2 separate regions of the Mus musculus genome follow, and region 1 is linked to region 2. A link is a contact called in public promoter capture Hi-C data. All regions are on one chromosome and are shown on one strand. Each heading gives the region's core, a stretch centred on a gene start, on an enhancer-like site or on the middle of the called end of the contact. The rest is flanking DNA. Distances are from core to core; before and after follow the strand shown.

What was found. Promoter capture Hi-C pulls out the DNA fragments that hold promoters and counts their contacts.
Region 1: a promoter capture Hi-C map of embryonic stem cells shows a contact between it and region 2, with 2.4 times the contacts expected there. The contact joins the promoter of Riiad1 here to the promoter of Selenbp1 in region 2. A contact is called at or near these places in 10 of 39 promoter capture datasets (the C10 cell line, the HPC-7 cell line, cranial neural crest and 7 more) and 4 of 115 datasets of contacts at active chromatin or transcription factors (differentiating embryonic stem cells, embryonic basal ganglia, embryonic stem cells and 1 more).

The regions. Positions count from the first base shown.
Region 1 is chr3:94,470,808-94,474,873 of GRCm38.p6, reverse strand. It overlaps Riiad1 (regulatory subunit of type II PKA R-subunit (RIIa) domain containing 1), which reads left to right and starts at 1,283. Exons shown (of 7, transcript NM_025506.2): 1 at 1,283-1,378; 2 at 1,555-1,623; 3 at 1,952-2,052; 4 at 2,635-2,711. The coding sequence starts at 1,560.
Region 2 is chr3:94,931,723-94,935,306 of GRCm38.p6, reverse strand. It overlaps Selenbp1 (selenium binding protein 1), which reads right to left and starts at 2,224. Exons shown (of 12, transcript NM_009150.3): 1 at 2,145-2,224. The coding sequence starts at 2,148.

The sequences.
Region 1 (4,066 bases), core at 34-2,533, 460 kb after region 2:
GTCCTTGAGGTTACAGATATAACCCACTGTCTGTGTCTAGCTTGTGAAGTTACTTTGAAAAATAATTTTATGGAGCTGAATGATGGCACACACTTTTGATCCCCACACTTAGGAAACAGACACAGGCAGAGAGCTCTTGTGAGTTCGAGGCCAGCTTGGTCTGTGCAGTGAGTTCTAGGCCAGTCAGGGCTACAGCGAGACCTTATTTTGATTAGAGATCATCTTAAAGGACTGGGGAGATGGAAGTCCTGAGTCAAAAGCGTCAGCACTCTCGTAAAATGCTGGGTGCTGTCTTGAGTCTGTGCTTCCCTCGCTGGGGCAGCGGAGAATGTGGACATCTGTGGACTCCTGCACCCCAGGCCTTCCTGGCCAGTCACTGAGCTCCAGGCTCAGTGTAAGGTCAAATAGTGCGTGACTAACACGGGGTGAGGACCTCTTGTTTCTACATATGTGCACAGCACACACATGCACATGTGCACAACACAACACACACACACATGTGCACAGAAAGATTTTATTTAACCTACTATTTTCAAAACACTATTTGAACATGCAATGCATATAAAGTTATTGAAACAGTTTGCATTATTTTCTTCCATTAAGTCTTCAGGATCCAGAGTGCATGTTAAATGTCTGGCATATCTAACATAGCCGCATTTCAAGCATTTGGGAACTGAGAGACTGTGCCAGACACACTAGCTACAAGTCTATATGGATTTTATCTTAGTCTCTCCCTCCAACAGAAACTATCACCCTTTAGTAACCTCTGCTCTTGCTGGTGAAACAGTGCTTCTGGCAGATGGCAGCTTATCTCCCTCACTATTAACTCGATCGCCTAAAAAAAAAACAGATAAACAATCCAAACGATTGCTAACCCATATGGGCCTCTAGGAAGAGGCTTATAGCCACAGTCTGATTCACCTGCTTATGGGCTTGGGATTGTTAACGCTGTTTCTGTTTCTGCTGCTCTGGTGGAGGCCTTCAGATCACAGAGAGATCCCTCCTTGACATATCATTTAGCTGTTTTCTCATGCTGTGTCTTGGCTTGGGCATGGGGCAGGATTGGGGGTGGGGATTGTTCATGAATCCCAAACTCCTCTGATGCCTCTCTGAAGGTCTCTGCTGGGCACCATATTTCTGAACAGGGAAAGCTTGTGTGTGTGTGTGTGTGTGTGTGTGTGTGTGTGTGTGTGTGTGTGTGTTGACAGACAGGCTCCTGCCCTTTCCAGGCAACTATTTTAAGAACTGTGGTTTTATGTTTCATTTACCCTTCTAAATAGATACTAGAAAAACAAATCTTGCAGCCAATTAGTTTCCTTTCCTTTTTAAATTCAGTTGAAAGTGAGAGAAATAATTTACAATTTATGAGGAGCCTAAGGTGAAGAGAAAATTAATCTACCCGAGGAAGTCATTCCAAGAAGGGAACTTCCGCCCGAGTACCACCCAGGTCCCGCAGTCTGAGTTTGAGAATTACAGAGCTTGGATCCCACCATGCTCTGGGGTGATTTCATATTTTAGGAATCCAGGACTTCAATATCTACTGTCTGTCTACAGAACAGATGGAATGCTCGGCTTCTGCGCCAGAGGGAAGAGAAGAAGCCTGGATTTCTTTCGGCAAGCACAGTCAGTGCCTGCCCAAGTTGGGAGCTGGGTTCTGGGGGACCCTGAGCTAGGAACCTCTTCAGTGGTTTTCCTCTAGCTAAGAAAATGCACGATTTGAGGTCGGGCGAGTGGGATCAAGAAGAAAGGCTCATTTCATATACAATTCAGCTCAGTCTTTAAGTCTGAGAAAAGTACTCCCCTGAAGTCTCCAAGTCCAAGTTGATTTAGCTAGATTGCCCTTGCTTCCCTCGGTGCGACTAGGCCTTCCTTGCCTGGAAAGGATTGGTTTTATAAAGGGGCGGGGCGGGCAGCGGGGCGGGTCTTTGTTACTGGGCGGCTTGTCGCCTAGACAACCGAGTGTGCTTGATGGAGACCAGAGGCCATGGGATAGTGGGGCCGGATCCCGGAACGCTGAACCCGGAGCAACTGGAGCAGTTGCGAGATTTCAAGGTGCGTGAGTCGGCGTCGCCTAAAACCCGTTTCTATCAAAGTGAAGCTCCTCAAGTCTGAGGTCCATTAAACAGGGAGGAAGGTCCCGAGAAAGGGGAACGGGGCACGGGGCCTGTTCCCCCAGCTAAGTGCCAGAGGACTAGATGGAGTGACCGTGAACCCAACCCTCCAGGCACTTGAAAGTGCAAGGCGAACCAGATAGGGGTCTGGCCAGAGAAGCGACAGTGGGTGTAGCTTAGTTGGCAGAGTGCTTGCCTCGCATGCACAGACCACTGGGTTTCAATCCCCTTCACCTCATCCCCACCTGCATTAACTAGCACGCCCTAGGTAGCGGCAAGAGGATCTAGAGTTCAAGGCCAACTTCAGCAAGTTCCAGCCCAGCCCAGGCAATATGAATTTCTTCCAGAAGAGAAAAGAAATGAGGTTACCTCAAGAGAAAATCCGAAGACAGCTTTCAAGCACTCTAGGAAAAGACCTGGCTTATGTTCACTCCCCCGCACCCCACACAACTTAACGTGTCCTTTGAGGGTTGAATCCTGGAGCTGTCTCACTAGATCTTGACTCCTGGTTGTTGCTCCCCAGATCCAGACTCGGATCGCAAATGAAAAGTACTTGAGAACCCACAAAGAGGTGTCTCTGCTCATCAGCGGCTTCTTCAGGTAGGTGGCTTGACAGGCTGGCATTGGGGAGCTAGTAAGAACTTTACAAAGGTGGCTGGGAATAGATGAATGGATTACTATGTGTGCCTCTTTCTTTAGACAAACTTTTTTTTTTTTAAGATTTATTTATTATCTAAGTACACTGTAGCTGTCTACAGACGCACCAGAAGAGGGCGTCAGATCTCATTATGGATGGTTGTGAGCCACCATGTGGTTGCTAGGATTTGAACTCAGGACCTTCGGAAGAGCAGTTGGTGTTCTTAACCACTGGGCCATCTCTCCAGCCCTAGACAAACTCTTAAAGCCACACAGGGAGAACCTTCAGTTTGAGGCCAGCCTGAGCTACACAGTGAAACCCAGACTCAAAACTGTTCCTTTTCCTTTGATTTATTTATTGATTTTTAAAAACAGAGTCTCATATAGCCCAGAGTGGCTTCGAACACAAACTCATTATGTAGCATAGGCTAACCTTAAACTTGTGATGATTCTTTCGACCACACCATCCCAGGGCATCTTGGTTTTGACCTCTTAAAAGTTAGAGAATTAAAAAAAAAAAAAAAAAGTCAGAGAATTCCCAAGAGTCAACCGTTTGTAACTCCGACACTTGTGAGTTTTCTTCAGTTATCTCTACACTCTTTAAAACCATAATGTTAATTTGCTTCACCTGTAAAGACAAACATACATTGCATGTCCCTGGGAGAGCGTATGTGGCATTGGGGAGCAGCAGGCAGGCATCAGTGTAAAACACTGTTCTCTCCCACAGGAGGATAGGGTTCCAATAGTGCTCCTTTGCCTACCTGGGAACACTGTAGAAAAATGCCAAGGAGCCAAGGTATGGGCTCCAGCCAGTAACCGCAGCACTTGGGGAGAGGATCGCAAGTTCAAGGCCAGCCTGGACTACATTAGTGAGACCTTATTTCTAAAAACCAAAGAGAGAGAGAGAAAGTATCAGGGCAAAGTAATAATATTTTCCAAGTTTGATGGCAATCTCATGGCCCCGAAATTTGGAAGTCAGAGGCAGGAAGATTTGTGTGTTCAAGGCCAGTCTGATGACAGAGTAAAACCCTCTCTCAAAAAGCCAAACATCAATAAAGAAACAAATAAAATTTCCATTTCCCAGGGTGTCCTAGAACAGGCTTCTTCAGGGTATTCCATCTAAATAAATCTGAGAATGCAGAAAGGCCAGGTGGTGAAGGCGTTGGATCTAAGACACTAATCCTCTATTTAATTCCAGCACATGGGGGTCAGAGACAGGTGGATCTCTGTGAGTCTGAGGCCAGCTTGATCTACATAGAGAAGTCCAGCCATGGCTACATAGTGAGACCCTGTCTCAAAATAATCTCCTAATGGGGTAA
Region 2 (3,584 bases), core at 975-3,474:
CCTGAGTTCAATTCCCAGCAACCACATGGTGGCTCACAACCATCTGTAATGGGACCTGATGCCCTCTTCTGGTGTGTCTGAAGACAGCTACAGTGTACTCATATACATAAACCGAATAAATAAATCTTAAAAAAAAAAAAAAAGAGCAATGACTGCTCTTATGAAGACCCCAGATTTGATTCACAGCATCCACATGGTGGTTAAGAACTGTAACTCCAGCCGGGTGTGGTGATGCACGCCTTTAATCCCAGCACTCGGGAGGCAGAGGCAGGTGGATTTCTGAGTTCGAGGACAGCCTGATCTACAAAGTGAGTTCCAGGACAGCCAGGAAAGGAAAAAAAAAAAAAAGAAAAAAAAAGAACTGTAACTTCAGCTCCAGGAGATCCAACACCCTCTCTGGCCTCACACACATAGAGGTACATATATGGTGCACATAAGTGCAAGCCAAACACCTATGCAGACAACATCAAGTAAACATGTAAGGAAATGATAAGGAAGCCTCAAGGCCAGAGCAGCCTCTTCTGTAGTTCTGCAGCCGGGAGATCCACATCGAGAAGGTGTTGGGGAGCCCGATCTCCCCAAGATCCTTCTGCCTCAGTCTCCTTAGCACTGAGGTGACAGGCATGAGCCACCACACACTGACTTAAAGGGGTGCAACACATGAAACCCAGCACTCAAGAGGCAGAGGCCAGAGGATCTCTGTCAGCCTGATCTACATACAGTGAGTTCCAGATCAGCCAGAGCTACATAGTGAGACCCTGTCTCAGAAACCAACCAACCAACCAACCACAAACAAACAACCCTAACAACAATAACAACAACAACAAATTCTGTTCTAGGACTCAAGAAACGGCTCAGGGGTGAAGAACACACCCATGGAACTCAGAACTGTCTGGCACCTTCTTCTGGCCCCAGTTGGCACTAGATACGTATGTGCTACACATGAACATACAGAAATGTTCATAAAATAAAAACATCTTTAAGAAGAGGAGAGAAGCCGGGCGGTGGTGGCACACGCCTTTAATCCCAGCACTTGGGAGGCAGAGGCAGGCAGATTTCTGAGTTTGATGCCAGCCTGGTCTACAAAGTGAGTTCCAGGACAGCCAGGGCTATACAGAGAAACCCTGTCTCAAAAAAACCAAAGAAGAAGAAGAAGAAGAAGAGGAGGAGGAGGAGGAGGAGGAGGAGGAGGAGGAGGAGGAGGAGGAGGAGAGAAGTGGAGGAGGAGGAGGAAGAGGAGGAGGAGGAGGAGGAGGAGGAGGAGGAGGAGAGAAGTGGAGGAGGAGGAGGAGGAGGAGGAGAGGAGTGGAGGGAGGAGGAGAGGAGTGGAGGAGGAGGAGGAGGAGGAGGAGCAGGAGGAGGAGGAGGAGGAGGAGGAGAGAAGTGGAGGAGGTTTATCCCACCACCCAAGGCTTGGTCCAGGCTGCTAGGTTGCCTGGGGTACCATCTTTCTCTGTGTGGCATCCTCCAGTCTTAAGCATTTTAAGCAAGGTCTATGACATTTTGAGTTTGGAGAATCCAGGCAAAGTTCAAGTGGGTTTTCAGGGTGGCCACTGGTCTTTCTACTAGCCCAGGGAAGAGCCAGCAATAAGGGGAGCAGGGCCTCAACATTCCTTCTGAAACCCAGACTCTCAGACTGATACCCAGGAGCTCGCAGGCAAAAGGATAAGAGGGCTGTGGGACTTGGGAGGGGCGCAGAATCAGGCCCTCAGTGCGCTAGTGTGGCTGCCCCTGACTTCCCCCATTGACTGGTGATATGAAGCAGCTTGAGAGATCCAGGCTGTGATGATTGTTCTTTTGTAACACCCGCCCCCCAACCCATTGACCCCGTGCTAAAACCAGAATCGTCTATTTACGAGGGTGACAAGCTGCACCGCTCCTGCCCTGCCCCTACCGAGGTCGGGTAGGATTCACAAAACCACCATTTCTGGTGGTCCCTTTCTGTTCCTTAGAACTTAGGCCAGGCTGAAAAATAGTGTGCATGAAGCTTTCACTTGAGCTGCTATGCGCATGCCTGTAGGGTAGGAACAAGAGTCCAACTCTTTTGTCACTGTCCTCCCCACAGTTCCGGGTCATTTCCTGGAAGGAGGAGGACCCTCCAAACTACGGGCAGCCTACACATGGTTTGAGACCCTTTTCCTTACCCATGCTGCTGGCTGGCTGACACTCGGGTCCTGCAGGATTTGCCAGGAACGAGCAGAGGCTCAGCAGAGACCAGTGCTGGTATTAAGTGCGGACTGCACAGGCAAGGGGCAAAGGGAGGGAATTTATGCAACCAATTGGGGGAGAGGTGGAGCAAGGGGAGGGACCTGGCTGCCTTCCAGGGTAAACTATAAAGGGCAGCTAGCCAGGAAGCTGTCAAGTGGCCTGGCTGTTGAAATTACAGGGTGTGTGTGCACGCACGCACACTTGTGCACATGTGTACGTGTATATACACATGCAAAAAACATCTGAGCCATTTTTGGATGCCTGGGTCTGTATCAAGTTTGTGTGCCTGTGTAGCCTTCTCCTGTGGGTTCCTATGCATGTGCCTTTATGTTTGTGTATGCACGGGTGTGAATTTGTATGTGCTTCTGCCTGGACGTGTATATGCCTGTGTGTGCCCATGTGAGCAGGAACCGTGTGAGAGGAGTGTTTATATGTATGCATTCACATGTTCCTGTGCCTTCAAATGCTCGTTTATGTGTCTGGCCATGCCCATGGACATTTCAGGGACCTGTTTGTTCCCACTGCTGCATCGAAAGCCAGCTTTCTCTGAAGATTGTCCTCTTCTTCTAGACATTCATGCTCCAAGAAACAGTTCTGATCACCCAGACCCCTCCCCCAGGCCTTTCCACAGCAGCTGCCCACAGAGCCAAGGCTGTAATATACACCAGTAAACCATTGCTTGCTGAAGAACTCTTTGTTTTTTTTCAGTAATTTATTTATTTTTATTCACTTTGCATTGGGATTGAAGCCCCCCTCCCCCTCCTCTCCACCCAGTCCTGCCCTTATAAATCCCTCCCCCTGTTACTCCCTCCCCACCACCTTGGGTCACCCCATCCTGGGACATCTAGTCCCAACAGGATTAGACATATCCTCTCTCACTGAGGCCCATTAACAGGGCTCCTCAAAGCTAGGCTGAGGCCTGATCCTGTTAACCCCGTGCAGGGCTGCCCTTCACCTAGGAAAGTGTGGGTTTGAAGGGCTCAGCAGGAGGACTATGTAACACTCTCTCCCATGGAGCCCGGGCTGCCACTGTCCTCAGTGTGAGGTGCTTGCCCAGGGAAGGCTCCTGTCCACACACTTCAGGGAATCCAACTGTCGGTAGACACTACTTTCATCTTAGATAAAAGCTCTGAAGTGAGGTTCTCATTGAATAGGGAAATGGGTAACGTGGGCTCAAGATAACCACCAGAAGAAATCGCTCTAGGTACAGTTATGATAGAGAGAAGGCCTCTGGTGGCAGGGCTGGAGCTCACGTGACACATTTTAAGCCACGTTTTACTTCTGAAGGAAGAAGCTAGCCCAGCCTGAGAGGAGTTTCTCTGGATTAACTCACCGCATAGAGTATCAGATGTAAATGCATTTTGTGGAAGGGAAGA